Linked DNA regions of Mus musculus: regions 1 and 2 are each linked to region 3. The links are chromatin contacts, called in public Hi-C and HiChIP or PLAC-seq maps. All regions are on one chromosome and are shown on one strand. Each heading gives the region's core, a stretch centred on a gene start, on an enhancer-like site or on the middle of the called end of the contact. The rest is flanking DNA. Distances are from core to core; before and after follow the strand shown.

Region 1 (2,856 bases), core at 172-2,671, 400 kb after region 3:
CCCTGTTCTCAGACACCTAGACATCTACAGTCCCCTCATGTCCTGGTCTTGAGCAGGGCAAGTGGGTACTGCAGGGCACTGGCTACACAGTGCTTAGTGTACCCATGTGACTTCAAGGTGTGTGTGTGTGTGTGTGTGTGTGTGTGTGTGACTTAGGTCTGCCATTCATGTTTTTGGTGGGTTTGGTTCCTTGTTTTTATGGGCAGCCTGAACAAATGTAAAAGTCTTTGTCAGTGTTTTATCTTTTCAGAATTCCTTTTTCACTCACTTTACATTTGACATTGGAATAATGCCATGGTTCTCTTCTTTGGAGAAGAACCTGTCTCAGGACCTGTTCTTTACATAAGAGAGCTGAGTACGTGTGGGGGATGAGGAAGGGTTTTTAAGAGAGACAATAAACTGGAGGGGACACTGCATACTTTAATGACATCACTGTGGGAAAAACATCTGGAGCTTCTAGATTCTTGATGGATTCAGGAAGCCTAGAACCTGGAACTCGGAACTGGGAGACATGCATGGACTGGTCCTTGCAGAGGGTTCCTCCAGGAACTGCTTCCAGTATCTACCACAGATGGGCAGGGGAATGGGTACCACTGACAAAGAAGCCTGACTGAAGTCAAGTTTGGAGATGGTTGTCTCAGTATCATAGTTACTAACTTTGATGCTTTATCTAAATATTTGAAGTGGACTTTGAGTTGATCTCCAGAACATGTCTGTGTAAACTGTACTGTTGACTTATTTTAGAATACTGGTCCCTGGGCTCATTCAATGCCTATGGAGAGGTACACCAGTTGCTCTTGGACTTTCATAGCCCTGTGTAGCCAGCTGGAGGAGCACAATTCGGGGTCTGGTGTTGGGCACAGTGTGATGTATGTGAGTCTGTGTGGCTGATGGAGTTGAGGTCAGAGCTCTGGGCCATGGATATAACCAGAACACTTTCCTTCCTTAAATGCAGTGTCTCTGTCCCTCACCCTCTGGCACGGGCTGAGACATGGGAAAGGATTTTCCCAAGTGCAGGATCTCTTATCATTCCCTCTAAAAAGAAGACAGGGCCAGAGGAAGACCATTGTATTCTGGCCTTCACCTACCTCAGGGCTGCCTGCATGATGCTCTCTCTCCTCAGTCTCTCCCCGGTCACTCTGAGCTTAGCCTTGGATGGTGTCTGAGCCCAGCGCAGGTGGCGTTCTCGTTGTCGGGTAGCCAAGACCTGTGACAGAAGGGGGGCACCATCATACTGGGGTCAGCATTGGAGAAAGAGAGGCTTTTGGTGTCCCTGCCAATCCAAGAGCTGTCATCATTGCTCTCTGCATTGCATTCAGGGGGACAAAGAGGGACTTTGTGTAGTTAACACACACTGTGTTGTTGGGGAGGCGATGCGAGATGAAGTAGACCCATTTGAAAACTCTGCTCATGTCCCAGGCCAGCTCTTTTGGCAAGGACTTCATCTGGGCCTTTAGAAAGCACAGCTACACAGGAGAGACACGTTCACTGCTGCCCAGTCACAGGGGCAATTGCCTTTGGTATTTGCATACTGCTTTCTGTTAGAGACCTTCAAAGACTGGAAAACTGAGTTTAAAGCAGCTTGTTTTAGCATGAATGATCTTTGTTTTGTTTGCCTTGTGTAATAAAAGCACCATTGCTTCCATGTTGTAGCGACGTGTGTTCATGGGCAGGACTAACTGTAGCTAAGAGGCAAACCCATGGGAAATAGTCACCCATTCATTTCTCACTCATCTGCTTAGCCATTCTAGGCACGTTCAGAGAGCAGCCCCTGGGCCCCTCAGTCCTTCCTCACAAAGCTGCTGGGCTTCTAAGAAATACAGAGCAAAAGCTGTGAAGTGAAGCTTGGTGGTCGTGGTTCAGATATGTCCTATGTGCTGAGGACTGCAAGTATGGCCGAGTGCCTGGGAGACTCAGCAGGTAGAGCATCAGGACTTTAAGGTGATGGCAGACACAGGGTTGGAGAGTTGATCCTGATGAGGATGGAGCTCCTCAAAGGCTTCTTGGTTCTGAGGCTAGGACTACCCTGTGGCCTCAGGGTTGGACCCAGTTGTCTGGGCTACCAGAGCAAGAAAGAGCCTTGGAGGAAGGCAGCCTGCCGGTGTGTAGAGAATTGGTGGTGAAGGATGGAGTCAAGAAGGCAGGAAACAGTGGGCCTATGGTTGGGATGTGGAGACTGCTAGGTCCGTGTGGAAGTAAGGGAAGAGAGAGGGTGTACATTTCCTATGAAAAGCAAATGATTTAGAAGTTCTGAAACTGTGGTCAGAAATTAGAATTTTCATTAGCCTCTAGAGTTTCTTTTTCTTTTTTTATAATTTTAAAAAATTGTAAAATAAAATAAATACTCCTATTTATTTATATATTTATTTAATGTGTATTGGTATTTTGCCTATGTGCATATTCGTGTGAGGGTATCAGATTCTCCTGGTACTGAAGTTACAGATGGCTGTGAGCTGCCATGTAGGTTTTGGGAATTACACCACAGACCTCTGGAAGAGCCATCAGTTCCCTTAACTGCTGAGCCATCTCTCCAGGTATTACCTCTACATTTTCAAGTGTATTCATTTCCTTGTGGTTCTGATTTCACTGGGATTGGGGTAAATGTAAGGAAAGAAGCTTAAGAAATTCACACACACACACACACACACACACACACACACACACACACAGAGTGGGGCTCCAAAAGCACAGCCAAATTTGAACTAAGGTCTGAATCCCCATCTTCATGGTGGAAGCAGCAGATCCAAACGCTCCCCGTTCTGCTCACCCTTTCAGCCTCCTCAGCAGTGTCAGGACTATAGGAGATAGGAGAAAGAGGAACACGGGTTCTGGAATGTTCTTCCAATTCCAAATCCA
Region 2 (2,899 bases), core at 304-2,803, 350 kb after region 3:
AAGTATATGAAAGGCAATTTATTTATTAGAAAGTGATCAACAAGCATACATAAATGTTCAGCTTCAGTAATCACTAGAGTGAGCTTCGGTCGCAGTCTGGTGGGTTGTCACAGACTGACCAAGATGTGAGAGAATCCTCAGTGTGGGAGGGCCACTGTGGGAAGAGAAGCTGTTTCCCAAGTGGCAGCAGAAACCAGGAGAAAATGATGCCAGAGACAATTCAGCAGTCAATTTCAGACCCCAGGGGCCAAGTGTAGTCTGCCTCCTTCACAGGTTCTTCAGCAGGCTGGTCCTCAGCTAAGTGAGTAGCCGGGAGCTCTGATGATGTAGGACCAAACCTGGAGGTCTCGCCACCACATATGTCCTTTGCTCTGCTCCACAGCCATGTGGGGTCACTGGCCTGTGCCACTAAGCTTGGTGTGATCATTACATTTTAATAAACTGCTTCCAGATAAAAATGGACGATAACAGACGTCACATTTACCTGCCTACCCAAACTGGAAAACAAACAAACAAAAACCAAACCAAACCAAACCAAAACCCACAGAAGACTAAAGAATAGGACAGTTGGGATGGCAGGTCCAGACCATGTTTGTTCTGATTTTTGCTGACTGTAGTAAGCAGCATTTAAAAGTCTGTTTATTTTTCACTCATTGTTAAGTTAGCATACTAATGGATGGGTTTCATTGTGTCCTGCTCACACATATGCATGGTTGTACTTTGTTCCTGTTGCCTCTCCTGCTATCTTCTCCCATCTCCCCTGTCCCACTCTCCTCTAGCTTCCTTCTCCATAGTCTCTGTTTTTTGAGACAGGGTTTCTCTGTAGCCCTGGCTGTCCTGGAACTCACTCTGAAGACCAGGCTGGTCTTGAACTCAGAAATCCACCTGCTTCTGCCTCCCAAGTGTTGGTATTAAAGGCATGTGCCAACACCGCCTGGCTCTCTTTTCCACTTTTAAGTTCCACTGTTCTTCATCTGTTGGTCTCCTCTCTCCATCTTCTCTCTGGTGTTTTAGGTTTTCCTCACACTTATCTGTTGATATGCACATACACATACACAATAGGCTAGGATCGTCACATCGTGTACTTTGTATTTCAAGTTTGGGTCATCTTGTTTAATACTGTACTTTCTAGATCCATCCATTTGAAGATTCCCTAAGTGTTGCTCACTCTGCTGAAGAAATGCTACCTTCCCATGCTCTACAGCACTAAAAGGGAGATGGTGGCTCTACAAGTTGATTCACTTTAGGCTTACGGCTGTCAAAATCCAGTGATATCTCAGCTAAAGGGATTGGCATTTGGCCACTGAGACTGAGGTCCCGCTCTTAATAATCTGAATATAGCTTCCCACAAGCTGCACCTCTGAGCGTTCCATGTTCTATCTGTGTCATAGGCTGTGTCACAACCCGGGGCTGTGGCAGGCTGAACTCAGCTGTCTCCATCCTTCAGGATAGCTCTCTTTTCCAAACTAGGATCTCTCTCAGGCTTAAGCTTCTCGGATGCCCCCCTGAGTCATAGAAAGACAGAGCCATGCTTCTCATTGCTGCTGACTCATTAGCCTGAGGAATCATTGTCTCACGGAAGCCTGCAGCTGCATCTGGGGCTTGTGAAGGCTCTGGCTTATTCTTATCTTTTGGGTGGGGCTGGTGCTTCCCCACCTCTGCCCAGTAGCCACACCATTGGAGCTATGTCTGGTTTGTTCAACTAGTGCTTGTCACTAGTTGGTGTCTGTTGTCACCTCTGTGGATTCCAAAGCTATTAGTCTTTTTCTTTTTGGAATGGCCAATTCTTAGAATTGACTCTTCCCTTTAACCAGGTCACAGGGAAGAAACGTATGCTCCACTAGCTTACATGGAAGGCCTCTGGTTTTTGTTTTCCAAATACTTTTGTTTTGAATTTTTATTTCCCTTCTTATATTTACCTGACTTGTTTAACTTTTCATTTTTAGGCAATGTTTTCCCTGCCTTCTCCTCAACCTCTCCTTTCCCTTCTTCCTTTAAAATCTCTTGGTCTTTCCTCTTCCTCTTCATGGTCTTCCTTTTCTATTTGGATTTTCTTTTGCATAACTTTAATTTTTCTTTCCCTTTCCCTTCATTTCACTCATATCTCTACCTTCATCCTTCATAGTTTTTAGTTTATCATCTCTCCATTGCCTTGTCCAGTTCATGTTCTTGGTCAACAGTGGGATGTGATGTAGTCTCACTCTGCCCTCCCGCCCTCAGGCTTTCATCTTCATTCCTACTTGAGTAGGAGGGTATTTGTGTATCTTGTTTGACTTGCTGGTGTTGCTTATGGTGTTGTTCCTTTCTCCTCTTGAATGGCACTGCTGAGAATTGGGCCTATTAAAGGGCAGCTCCATAAGACCCCAGGCAGAACTGGCAGATGGAGTGAAACCAACAGATGAGCTAATTACAACACAGAAACATATAACCGCACAAAAGCAAGGCAAGACGAGACCTTCAGCACACCGAAATTCCTCAGCTACTGAGCTCAGTAGTGCAGTGATAGAGCGTTAAATGATCAATTAAATACTAAAATATGATTGATGCCATTGATGAGATATAAACAGGCAGATGAATGGAGTAAGGAAATCAATTTAGGACAGAAAAGGAAGTCAGAAATGCAGGGGAGAAAGTTAGAAGGATGTGTAAGAGAGTCAGTAAGGAAATGGAATCCAAATAGAAATACATTTCCATGAATTAAAGACAAACAAACAGGACCAAAATGGCTTCTACAACAGACCAGTCCAGCTAAAGGAAGTGAGGAAGGAGGCAAGAAGGGAATGTGACATCGAACATCAGTGAAGAAAAGAGTTGAACTATAATATCTATGAATTGTGGAGTGCAATTAAGACACACTTAGGAATTCACAGAATTTGAGGAAGTGGAAACAAAAACAAAA
Region 3 (2,754 bases), core at 184-2,683:
TGCCAATGCAGACAGATGGAGACACTTCGCATCTCACCTAAGACTAGGAAAACATTTCCATCCGAGGCGGCCAACTTTGAATCTACTGACAGACATATGGGATTCATGGAAAATGATGGTTTTATATGGATTCCATTAGAAGAACAGGAAGCTTTTGAAAAAGCATTTGACTTAAAATATCTCTGGCTCTTAGAAGGGACAACACATAAAACTTACAACCAGGAAGTTTTACAACACATAAAACTTACAAGCATGGGGCAGACCCTAACCTGCCGGGGCTTGTCATGGGGCTTATGCAAGGGCTTTCTCTCGAGAGTACGATCTGCCCCGTGATGTGAGCTGTAGCGCACAGCCTTGTATCTGTAAGGATCAACAGATGCTGCAAGAGACCACATTCTTCCTCCCTAGCCACTCACAGCCCTAAGATTCTCCTACCCGACATGTGGGGGAGGCAACCCCAGTCCTATCCCAGGAGGGAAGGACAGCTAAGGTACCAGTCACCCCGGCTGCAGAAGCTCTGCCGGAATCTGAGCACATCAGTCCAGTCAATGCCTGTTTTGTTTCAGTGTTCATGGATTTGCTTAGAAATGCTACCTTTGCAGGCTCCAAGCATAGAAGAGATGAGGGAGCCTCATTAAAAATCCCAGCATCTGCTCCACAGGCTGCCTGCCTCTTTAGTGGAAACAACTGCCCTCTGGGGAAGCTGCTCGGGGAACACTCTCCTGAGGGCTATGGGTTGGGCTGTGACAGAGAGAAAGGGGCAGGCCCACGATCATCAGTTTGGGCAGAAGAGTGCACAGAAAGCGGCACACATTCAAACCAGGCTTTTGTTCATCCCTAAGGAGCTCCACAAAGTTAGAAAGCGTGCCTCCCCTGAAAGACGGTCCCTAAGAGACTTGAGAAACGCCACTAAGTGATAAGGGAACTCAGAACAGAAAACTGTCTGGCTATCTTTCCATGCCCCAGTTCACCTAGGTGTCCTGGCCATTGGCACTGGGTCTGTCTGTCTCCTCCTCCCTACTCCCACCACTACCCTCCCCCACATCCCAGATCAGGTTTCAGCAACTGGATGTGCCCAAAGGAACCAGAGCTCAGAGACACCAGGGACACAGAAATAGCTCCTGGAGAAGCCACGAGGCCAGCTGTTGGCTTACCTGGGCACCTGGGGTCCGGTCAGTCCATGGAAGGGCCTAGAATCTGTGAGCCTTGTTAAAGGCACTCTGCAGGGTCTGTCCCCAGCAGCCCCGGGTGCTGAGTCCGGCCCAATGGCGTCCCCCACCCACCCTGGGAGGGCTCAGTGTTCTGCCAGTCCCCGGGGGAGTCAGGGCGAGAGGCGGGGCTGCCACCTCCAAAGAGGCCCATTCAGAGGGCAGCGGGAGAGTAGGTCGCAGGAAAGAATCCCGGGATTGTTGGGCGGCCGCGGGCTGCTGCGGGCCGCCTGCCCAGTCAGTGCCTCCAGACTTGGCCCCGCCTGCTCTCTGCTGCAGTTCGCTTCCTTTCCATTCTGCTTCCCTTCTTCCTCCTCCCCCTTCAAGTTCGGAAAAACTTCCCGGCCAAAACCCACCACAACTTAAAACCACGCCGCCGAGACCAGGGACACCCAGCGGAGACAAGGGGCAGGACAAACAGCCACGCCCCACACCTGCCCTTCGCGGCAACCTGAGGACGCAGGAGGAAAAAGCCAGTGGGGTTTGACTCTGTGACGCTGAGCCACAGATTCCTTTCCTGGTAGAAGGGGATCGCCTCGCCCCAACAAAGCCTTCACCACAGCCCTACACAAGGCAGCCAGGAGACTTCAGCTGCGGAAACCCACTCCTCAGTATCTGCTCAACTGCAGATTTTCCTCCTGGCTGCAGTGGGAACCAACAGAAACTGATCAGGAACCAGCCTGTTTCATTGGGCTTTCTACTAACAGGTTCTGGGAAGCATCTACATCTAGATCCCCTTCTTCCTCCTATTTCCTTCATGTGTTTCCCCCATATGGAAGGGCCCCCCAAAACATCAATTGAACCTCTCGACAGCCTTCAAAATTGCTTACAAACACCAGTACCTATTTTAGTCTGAGACATTTTCTTGTGCATCAAGTAGCATACAGAGTCTATTACCTGAGCACTAAAACACAGCCTGTCCAGCAGCACTCCACGTTTTACCATGAACTGAAGGCAACAGAGTCTCACTCACTCTGCAAATGTGAGCTTCTAGAAACTTCTAGAACATTCTCCCTGAACGTCTCAAAGAGAAGTTTCTCATGTTCCCCAAGGGTTGCTTCCTGGCCAGCATGTGCCAGTGTTGATTTTACTTCATTATCGCAGGCCTCTGCACAGAGGTAAGTTTCCGGCACAGCTTGCTGACCATCTTGCTGAATCTAAGCCTGCCCAACCCCGCAGGTCCCAAGAGCAACTTGATAAGGAGAGGCCCTCATTCCAGGCCCATTCAGGCCACGTGTCTAGGGCCCAGCCAGGAAGACCCCTGAGAAGACACTTCCTCCCAGTTGTTTATATGCCTGAAAACAGCTATCCCTGCTATCGGAAATGCCTGGCCCCAACCCAACAGGATCAGCGGCGGGCTCAGTGAGGTGGGTGTACCAGCCTTTCCAGTCCACGACTTCCATCAGAAAAAGGTCTAACTCCTCTGTGGGTCCCGTCTACCCACAGGCCAGAGGACTGGGGGTTGTGACCGTGTCAAAGCCATGACCCAAGCAGCTCTGAGCAGGCCTCCTCACAGACTTGCTCATCACCCCCGCCCCTCCTCCCG

The links. Hi-C and Micro-C count contacts between places; a contact is called where the count stands out from the background. HiChIP or PLAC-seq counts read pairs in DNA pulled down with a chosen protein or histone mark.
Region 1: a Hi-C map of cerebral cortex shows a contact between it and region 3, with 2.5 times the contacts expected there. The contact joins two enhancer-like sites. A contact is called at or near these places in 2 of 15 datasets of contacts at CTCF or cohesin (large pre-B cells and stem cell-derived epiblast-like cells), 3 of 484 Hi-C or Micro-C datasets (bone marrow-derived macrophages, cerebral cortex and embryonic stem cells), 7 of 115 datasets of contacts at active chromatin or transcription factors (the NIH/3T3 cell line, astrocytes, embryonic forebrain and 3 more) and 1 of 9 other capture datasets (adipose tissue).
Region 2: a contact with region 3 is called in a FOXA1 HiChIP or PLAC-seq map of pancreatic cancer cells. The contact joins two enhancer-like sites. A contact is called at or near these places in 3 of 115 datasets of contacts at active chromatin or transcription factors (embryonic stem cells, extraembryonic endoderm stem cells and pancreatic cancer cells) and 1 of 9 other capture datasets (embryonic stem cells).

The regions. Positions count from the first base shown.
Region 1 is chr11:8,862,715-8,865,570 of GRCm38.p6, forward strand. It overlaps Pkd1l1 (polycystic kidney disease protein 1-like 1), which reads right to left. Exons shown (of 52, transcript XM_017314870.1): 39 at 2,768-2,856; 40 at 1,089-1,207. Among named protein-coding and RNA genes, the nearest start is that of Gm40814, 57 kb to the right of the region's middle. Within about 2 kb of position 1,422, at least 47 of the 459 cell types and tissues checked have an H3K27ac peak or open chromatin away from gene starts, as enhancers often do. A contact at or near this core is called in cerebral cortex, embryonic forebrain, oligodendrocyte precursor cells and 1 more, where this site is marked.
Region 2 is chr11:8,820,073-8,822,971 of GRCm38.p6, forward strand. No RefSeq gene overlaps it. Among named protein-coding and RNA genes, the nearest start is that of Gm36772, 22 kb to the left of the region's middle. Within about 2 kb of position 1,554, at least 44 of the 459 cell types and tissues checked have an H3K27ac peak or open chromatin away from gene starts, as enhancers often do. A contact at or near this core is called in pancreatic cancer cells, where this site is marked.
Region 3 is chr11:8,467,273-8,470,026 of GRCm38.p6, forward strand. The region is part of intron 20 of Tns3 (tensin 3); the gene reads right to left. Among named protein-coding and RNA genes, the nearest start is that of Tns3, 200 kb to the right of the region's middle. Within about 2 kb of position 1,434, at least 263 of the 459 cell types and tissues checked have an H3K27ac peak or open chromatin away from gene starts, as enhancers often do. A contact at or near this core is called in cerebral cortex, embryonic forebrain, oligodendrocyte precursor cells and 2 more, where this site is marked.